2 separate regions of the Hordeum vulgare genome follow, and region 1 is linked to region 2. A link is a contact called in public Hi-C data. All regions are on one chromosome and are shown on one strand. The core of a region is the stretch at or near the end of the contact, and the rest is flanking DNA. Distances in the headings are between cores, read along the strand shown. Region 1 holds the start of LOC123439523 (crocetin glucosyltransferase, chloroplastic-like). Region 2 has its middle 17 kb from the start of LOC123442974.

Region 1 (4,847 bases), core at 557-3,056, 68 kb before region 2:
ATTTAGATGATTGGAACAACATCTTGATTAACAGAATTTTACAGTACGGCGAAACGAATGCCTCGGCAAGATGCGAACGGCATTCGATCTTTCCCAGGTAGCAGCTACAATGTCGAATCGAATTATTTACGACAGCGAAGAGGTACGGATCGAGTCCTCTCGTCTCGTCTCGTGTACGTCGTCCTGCCAAGCGCTAAACTGCTACTCCTATATGCTGTCGATTTGGTTCGCAGGATCATGCAGCGCATGCAAGCCGGCATGCCGGCTGGCTAGTTGCCGGCGAGGGCGACCTGCCCGGTGACGAACGCCCTGAGGTTCCTCTCGGATGAGCCGCCTACGGCCGCCGCCGCCCGCGCCTTCTCCCTCCACAGCTCTGCCTTGGCGCGCACCACATCCGAGGTGGCGAAGCCTATGCACCTCTGCAGCTCATCGGCCTCCAGCACGCCGTCCTTCTCGCTCACGGTGGCCCTGACCCCGGTGCCGAGCTGCCGCTCCACCAGCCACGCGTTGGTGCCCTGGTCCGTCCACTGCGGCACTCCCACCACCGGCACGCCGCACGCCACGCTCTCGAGCGTCGAGTTCCAACCGCAGTGCGTCACGAAGCACCCCACCGCCGGGTGCGACAGCACCTTCCCCTGGTCACACCACTCCACCACCATGCCCCCGCCGGTGCACAAGTCGTCGCCGTCGACCTCGCCGCGGTTGTCTTTCCTCAGAACCCACAGGAACGGCCGGCCGCTCTCTGCCATGCCGCGCGACACCTCCGCGATCTGCCGCTGGCTCATCGTCGACAGGCTCCCGAAGGAGATGTAGACGACCGACCCCGCTTCCTGCGCGTCCAGCCACTCCAGGTACCCCTTGCCGTCCTGCTTGAACAGGTCGTTGCTGTTGTTGGCCGCCGCCGCCGCCGAGGTGTCTAGGAAGGAGAGGACGGGGCCGATGGGGACGACGTTGATGCCGTGCTGGTGCAGCGTCGCGACCGCGTCGGGCTCCATGGCATCGAACGTGTTCGCGAGCACGGTGGGCGAGTCCTCGCGGTCCAGCACGTCGAGGAGCTCTCGGAACGCGGCGAGCACGAAGGCGTAGGGGTGGTCGTCGGACGCGATGGTGAGGAAGGACGGCAGGTCGCGCACGCGCATCGGCGGGAGCCCCCGGACGCGGACGTCCGCCCACGGGTCGCTCGCCGCGGTGACGACGGCCTGGTCGAGGCCGTCGGTGCCGCGGAAGAAGTGGAAGTAGGCGGCGAGCACGGTGGCCGGCTGGATCCAGTAGAGCGCGGCGGGGACGCCGCGCGCGCGCGCGACGTCGGCGACCCAGGAGAGGAGCACAGTGTACACCACCTGCGTGACGGGGGTGCCGGCGTCGCGGAGGCGCGCGAGCACGCCGTCCAGCGTGCGGGCCCCCACGACCTTGAGGTTGGACATGTAGTCCGTGCTGTCGTGCGCGGACTTGTCGAAGCCGCCGTCGTAGCCGTCGGAGTAGGGCACGTAGCGGACGCCGGCGGCGTCGACGTGGTCCACCGCCGCGGCGTCCGCGTCGTCCGGGAACATCTTGCGGCAGGCGGAGACGGCGGTGGAGACGGTGACGCGGGCGCCCGGCGTGGCGCGGAGCAGGCGCAGCGCGAGGTGGCGCGCCGGGTTGATGTGGCCCTGCGCCGGGTACGTGACCACGAGGAAGTGCGGCGCCTCCCCCACGCGCTCCATGGCCGGCATTGCTGCGTGCGTGCGATGCGATGCGAGTGCAAGAAGACAAGAGCGTACCAGGTAAGCAAGAGTGTCCTTACTGGGGTGGGTTGCGGCGGGTGGTCGATGTGGAGGTGGCCCTTCGCTTCGCTTGTTATATACTCCGGCGGAGGAAAAAATTACGGCGGGGATGACGGAAGTGCTGACTACATGGCGCAGGGGGGGCCATGTCAGACATGTGGTCAGCAGGCATGGCTGGGCTAGCGCTGGCTGCACTTCAGGTGTTTGTGTGGCGGTCCGTGCTGCAGCAAGCAAAGAGAAAGACGTGGATTGCCCAATTAATGGCTTCAGACGGCCACATCTACTCCTCAGTCCTCAGACTTGGTTGTCAACTTGGGAGGGAGAGACGCATCCGAGGATCTCTGATTGATGAGGTTCGTACTGAAATTTTGCATGTCCATCCATAAAACAAACACTGGTACTCCCTTCGTTCACAAAGATAACATGTTTTGGATGTTTTACACTATCATGTCGTAGTATAAATATTTTATCATTATAAATAGGTTGATATAATCTATACTATACCTATTAATAAAGAAAATAAATATTCTTAGTCCGTCATGCTATTTTATGAAAAACCCTCGATGTTTTTGACATTGAACCCGTAATACATATTAAATGTTTTTTAAAATACCCATATCTTCTAAACCGTAACTTCAAACTTAACATGTTATATATGATTTTTGATTAGAAAATATGTAGAATCTGAATATGATGTTATTTTACATGTTAACAATTTTAAAAATATTATCTAGGATGCAATCTTAATCAATAATGCATTACCCTTTCTTTCTTTCATACGGTACTAATTTGGATTGTGGATGAACATCTCAGCAAATTCAGGATTAGGAACAAAATTAAAGATCACTTGACCATTTCTTTGTATGTATTAAATCTACATGCAAGCCGTATTGAAATAAAAAAACCTGTAAAATCTTGAACTACATTTTCGTAGGCTAAGTTCGTCTTTGTTTGGATCGTAGCTACAAATACTTAAATTATAGATCACTTTTTGTAAACTAAAAATATGTGGTATTTTTATCCGTTGCAACGCACGGGCTAAATAGGTTGATATAATATATAAGATACTTTGAAATGAGTTACTAAAAAAATTTAAGTTGGCCCATGATTTTTATTATATTTGTAAAATACATACATATATATATATATATTTGTACGTAAAACAGAAGCATACACATATTATGAGACAAACTATCAAAAAATAGTATATATACTTCCTAAACATTCTTATATACCACCACCTCTAAACATTCTTATATACCACCACCTCCGTCCCAAAATTCTTGTCTTAGATTTGATTAGATAAGAATGTATATCTAGTCACTTTTTAGTATTTAGATACATCCATGTCTAGACAAACCTAAGACAAGAATTTTAATACGGAGGTAGTACACATTACACGTACATACTTTCCGATTTGATAGATACTACATACGACATACAAAACACAAGTGATGGTAACTACCATCAGTGGTAGATTAAATTTGTCCTATATGTGTGTGTGTGAGAGAGAGATTTAATAAAAAGTTAGAACCCTTTTTTGAAAATAAAAATAAAAATAAAAGTTGAGAACATATTATATTGATGCATAAAGATCATGACATCTAGAGAACACGAGATAGATAGAAAGAAATCATTCATAGAGGTCAATCACAAAGGACATCCCAAGATTTATATCGAAGAGCGAATTATGAAAACATGCAATCAACCCCTATGCATAGATTCCCAAGGTCATCGGAATTCTCAAGTTGATGCTACAACATATGAATCAATAGAATACCCCATTGTCACTGCGGGTATTCGCATGCAAGACGTACATAAAGTGTTCTAAAATCCAATATTCAATCCGACATAACAAAATCTCAAAGGAAAAGATTCAATTCATCACAACAAGATAGCAAGGGAAGAACACCATATGAGGACATATGTTCCAGAAAAAACCATCAAAAAGTTTTGGGTGATTTCGAGAACTTTCATTTTCTTCACAAAAAACAACACCACGGTAATTCTGCTAAAAAAGCGCTAGCCCACCTTAGCTCTAAATAAATCAGATAAACTACACCAAAATCATATAAAAGTATGGTAAACATAGGCAAACATGACATGAATACTTCATAAATTATTGATACGTTGGAGACGTATCAGGCTGCGTTGCACCGTTCCTATCGTGTCACCTGCCTTGCCACCCTTTCTTTGACAACCCGCTACGAATAGGTACCGCCACCACGAGGTAGTGGAGGATGCACATGTGTGCCTTTGCGATCATGTGGGACAATTCCTCCTTATTAAATAGGCCACACCAATTGCAGCGGTGCGGCGACGACGACCCATCGATTCAAGTATACGTGTTGTGTGGTCGCAACTATGTAGGCTCCTCCTTAGGCAACATTATTTGTCATTCCATGATAAAAACTTGTGCAAAATATGATATCATTTGAACAAACTATACCAAGATTTCTGCCATAACATTGGCTATTTTCCTTGAAAGCCATGGAACTTCAGACATGATAGCTCGTTTGTGAGAACATTTTTAGGACAATTTCCATAGTCCAAGTTTGTTATTGTTCGTGGAAACTATGTCACATATAATGACACAATGCGAAGGTTTTCAATTTGTTTTTTTAATTTCTTATGTCCGTTTCAAAATGCGGTCAAAACGGCAGGCATGACCGTTCATAGCTCGGTGTTGAGTCTTGCAAAACTTTTGGAGTATCTCTTACTCCCTATGGTCCTTTTTACTCCGCATATTAGATTTGGGTCAAGTCAAACTTTACAAAGTTTGACCAAATATATATTCAAAAATATCAACATCTACAATACCAAATATACATATAATGAAACTACCTTTCGTAATGAATCTAATAATATTAATTTGGCATTATGAATGTTCATACATGTTTCTATAAATTTGATCAAAGTAGAGATACTTTTACTTTGGACAAAGCTAATATGCAGACTAAAAAGGACCGGAGGGAGTATTAAATAGATAGTTATGTACCTAGAAATAATTTAAAAAAATAAATAAAGAGAAAACTATGAGACAAGCGTGGTTCAAATTTGACCCGCTTCCTATTGAATTAGTGA
Region 2 (4,758 bases), core at 2,100-4,599:
GTGGTACTACTGCTTGGACGGAAGTATCGAGCTTCACGGGTAGTTTGACAATGTCACGGAGGTGGTAGTTCCGTCGGAGCGGTACTGCCGCTCCCGCGAGTTGTACTTCCGCTTAGCACTACCACTCAAAATTTGCACGAGTGTTGTAGATATCAGAGAGCTAAAAATAAGAGGTAGTAGCAGCAGTACTGGAGAGTGGTAGTATCGCCCGAGCGGTACTACCGCAGCGGAACTTTCGCATAAGAGAGAAAAATTGTCCTCGCATTAAAATTGCCATAACTTTTGCATACGAGCTCCGAACTGAGCAAACTCAAGCTTGTTGGATAGCACACAATGAGTACTATCCAAAAAGTGATGGCACAAGATGGTTATGTGAAGAACATGCAGTTATGAAAATGCAAATGATATAGAGATGTGAAAACTCTATGAATGAAGAACCAACAAAAACTCCAACATCGAAAACATCATAGAAGATGCACATGAACTCCGTTTTCGATGAACTCAAGCTTGTCATGAAGATGACCATAAGATCAAGAACCCACATAGAGAAAAACCAACCAAGAACCAATAAAGATGATACTGCCAAGAATGCAATGGTTTGAGCTCTCAACGAACGATACGATCAAGCTATTCACTTGAGAGACCCCTTGATAGTACGACAATCTATCCTATAACCCGGTCTCCCAACTAACACACTGAGACTGGTAAAATAGAAAACCTATCAAGAACAAACCTTTGCCTTGCGCATAGTCCACTTGAGGTAGATGATGACGGTGTTGTCCTCCTCAAGATGGACCACCTTTCTCGATTGCGCCGACATGATGAAGACTACTAGATTTCTCCCCCATACTCCACTATGGGTGAGCCACTCTTCAGCACATCTTCACAAGCCCATTGCCACCACAATGGACGACAAGCTTCAAGCATGATCTCTTCGTGATGCTCCATTTGAACTTGCACACGCAATCTTGATGACGATCACCACTTGATGTCATCCTCCATGGGTCATATTAGATCTTCCTCTTGACGCAAGCCCATGGAAATATACCTAACCCGACATAGAACTCTCACATAGATCATGGGTTAGTACACAAAGCGTAATGGACAATGCTTACCATACCATGAGATCACTTGATCCCTCTCGGTACATCTTGTACACTTTGTGTGTTGATGAACTTGATTCACTCTTTGACTTCGTCTTGATCAACCTTGTGTCTTTATGACCAATCTTTGGATAAAACCTTAAATACCACCTTGGTCATCATATAAACTCCTTTGAACCAACAGATGGACTTCAAGAAGTGCCTATGGACAAATCCTTTGAATATAACTCAAGGCAACCATTAGTCCATAGGGATTGTCATCAATTACCAAAACCACATATGGAGAAATATACTCTAGAAATAGCTTTGGTATATGTCAATTCCTGATATTTTCCAAGGTTGAACCACCTATACTTCAGCCTTTTTCAAAGAAAATTGGCCCTTCGCTTTACACGGACAACTGCTATTGACTGCACGTAGTTTAACACCGTCTTCGGTTCACCGATCGATTTACTCTTGTTGTGGTAGTAAACTTTTGGCTTTCTCCAACTAAGGTACTTAACCAATTAAATCGGAAGTAACAATCGCAGTGGTGCTCCCTCTACACTCTTAGACAAATAGGTCGAAAATGTAAGGGGTAAGCACATTAGTTGGGCAACCCAACTATTGATCAAAGACACAACTTGAAAATGGTCCATATAATGCAAAGTACCGAGGACGCAGGACCGAGGACTTTCCAGATTACCTCGGGTTTTGCACGGGGTCGGCTCAATTTACGGACCCCCGTCAAGGTTGTTGATGCTTTAGAGGTGTGTATTGTGTGTATCGCAAGAGTTATGACTAGATTATGAACGAAAAAAATGATAAAAGGATGCGCCATGAGTGTATTCGTGGTCTAACCAAATGGGTCTTCTCTTTATTCATCAATAGGTTCGAATCACACAAACCGAGCAAAACATAACTGTGAAAGGTACAAAATGTGGAACAAGAAGATAACCAAGGAGGAGTTGCACTCAGATCTAAGTGTCTTGTTTTACATCCACTATTGTCCTTCTAGCGCGTCTCCTAGGTGTTGCTTTATCAGTGCTTCCTCGTCCAATCTGAGGGTAGTCCTCCCCAACTGTTAGTTTGTGCTCTGCTGTCTCCCATGGGATTTTTACCGTAAAGTTGTGAACCTAAGGAACATAGTACTCGGTCATATAAAGGGACAACGTAGCGCATATTTAGGGGTGCTATATGGTTGCTTCGAGGAGAAATTTATACTCCGAGACCGCTTGACACGGTCTTGTCTGCTTAATGCAGCTCGGGTTCTTGACGCATCCTCGACAACTTGAACCTCGCCGCAAAGGCCGCGGTCTACTCCTCGGTTCGAAGGGAGCGCTCCTGGTTGTCATTGACTGTGATGGTGCCCTTTTAACAACTAGCATAGAGGTAACAAGAGGAAACCCTTTCAAGTGAATAGAGACGGCCCATCAATGTTGGACAACATCTGAAAACCTTAGAGGATGATCTACCTCGAGATCGTAATAGTGAGTTCTATTCTGAAAACCTTGCCTCTACAGACTAAACCCCTCGTCTTATATAGGCACCGGGGGTACCTAGAGCTACAAGTATGTCGGTTACAATTAGGAATAACATGCCACTAATTCAATAAGGCCCCCTTTGTGCTCTGGTATATCAAGGTCGTGGGCATGCCGATGCGGAGAACTACAACGTCATCCTTGCTAGAGAGGAGGAGTTCAGAGAGGAGGAGGGGCTCAGAGCGGTATGTGCATCATCGGAGCACGGTATATACAACTGCAATAAGGCCACGCATACACATGATCACCCCGCTTAATCGACGTTGTCCTTCGTATGGTCACATCGCACAACATCAATGCTATCAGACACGTCCGGACCGGCATGAATGCGAGACGGGAAGAAGAGTGTGCGTTGGATAGAAAGTGCGGGAGAGATGAGAGAGGAGTTTGGGGTGGGGCTAGCAGACCGTCCAACGGTTTGAGGGCCCACTTGGATATGCCCCAAGCACGTCATGAACAGGCTGCCAGAAATTGAAAGCTCTGCGCTCGTTGAAAATAACACCGTTGTCGACCCTAACTTCGTATACACAGACGTAAAACACACATTTCCCGTATAAGTGTTCTCTACGAGCTGGCTACTACGATGGCGACGGATTACGGCACGCACGATCAAAGCCCACATGCATGCACAGCTGACACACATGTCGGCGGTTTGGATACGGTGGATGTGACGTGCCGGATCGTTCGTACGTACAGTAGCAAAATTTGGATACCCATAAGCCGTAGCCTATCCATCCATGTTTGATTAGCGTAGGCAGGTCGTGACGTTGGCCATGACGATAAATGAGAGAGCATTAGCACGTGCGCAGGGCCCGGCTGGCTTGGCTTGAGTGGCCGAAGGAGTGCATGCGTGTGGTTAACTTTCTGGTCGGCCCAGGCTCGATGCATTCCGTTACATGCACAGGTGCATTGATGCCCACATGATATTGATGCCTGGACGTATGCGTCTCGAACAGAACCACAAGATTGTCAAAGTCAAGAAATGATGCACGGTGCAACTTAAATCATCCACAGCGAACTTTGCAAATTCGGCTATAGACGCGGTCGGTCGTGACCGATTACATTTTAAATTTACTTCTCTACACGTGAGCTTTGCAAATCTGACCCTGAACGTGTCAGACATGTCCGCACACGGTGACTGACCACGTTTCATATTTCTCTACATGCAAACTTTGCAAATCCGACCCCCAAACGTGTTGTACGGCGACCGGTCACACCTTAAACTTACTTTTCTACATGTGAATCTCTCACATTTCACCTCCTACGTCCATAAAAACCATACAAAAAAATCTACGTACTATTACGGCACACTAGCTATCATTCGTCCTTGGAGATGTCCACGCCATCGGTGCCGGACGTTGGGTGGACGGGCGCAGAGGAAAACTGCAACTGTTGCTCCTCTCCCCCCCCCCCCCTCATATATATACGCGAGCATCTCGTCGATGCGTGTGCTACGCCCCATCTCTTACCAACGACAATGTCTCGGCTTCGCCTTCGACTCCGAGTGGAAGGAATCGAGGATTGCGTGCAGCTCTGCATGTAGATCCACGTCCCTGGCGTTCCCCACATCCTCCTCATCCTACCCCTCAACCTCCTCCCCCTCTTCCTCAACCTAATCCTCCTACTCCCCCTCCTCCTCCAAGTTCTCCTCCGAATCCATCGCATCCGGAGGTAGACCCGTGGTGATCCGAGCTTCACACCTTGTCTGGATCTTCTCAAGGAGCTCCAGCTCGCGCTCTGGCATTAGATACGCCCGACGACGCCAGGGCATGGCTACTACTAGTGGCGGGCGAGGAGTGGAAAGTGACAACGGCAGACAGAAGGAGGAGATGTGAATGGTTAGGATTTCCGTGCCAGTGGTCGGCTTAAATAGTCGGGCTAGGCACTACACGGCCTGTGTGGAATGACGCCATTGATTCGACGAAGGAGACGAGCTTAACATCTTTTAAATACATGATTAACATTTTTTTAAATAAGGTTTTGAACAGTTTTTTGAATACATACATGTTAAACATTTCTCAAAATAGATGTTCAAATATTTTCTGAATGGTACGCAAAATTGTTCTAAAATTAAAGGAACATTTTTTTAAATGTCACAAATATTTTATGAGATGTGTGAATAATCCTTAAATTTT

The links. A called contact is a pair of places that touch in the nucleus more often than the background predicts.
Region 1: a Hi-C map of leaf shows a contact between it and region 2, with 2.1 times the contacts expected there. The contact joins the promoter of LOC123439523 here to the enhancer-like site in region 2. A contact is called at or near these places in 2 of 6 Hi-C or Micro-C datasets (leaf and seedling).

Annotation. Positions count from the first base shown.
Region 1 is chr3H:62,899,372-62,904,218 of MorexV3_pseudomolecules_assembly, reverse strand. It overlaps LOC123439523 (crocetin glucosyltransferase, chloroplastic-like), which reads right to left and starts at 1,806. Exons shown (of 1, transcript XM_045116230.1): 1 at 8-1,806. The coding sequence starts at 1,712. The coding sequence ends at 270.
Region 2 is chr3H:62,832,877-62,837,634 of MorexV3_pseudomolecules_assembly, reverse strand. No RefSeq gene overlaps it. Among protein-coding and RNA genes, the nearest start is that of LOC123442974, 17 kb to the right of the region's middle. Within about 2 kb of position 3,349, at least 3 of the 3 cell types and tissues checked have open chromatin away from gene starts, as enhancers often do. A contact at or near this core is called in leaf and seedling, where this site is marked.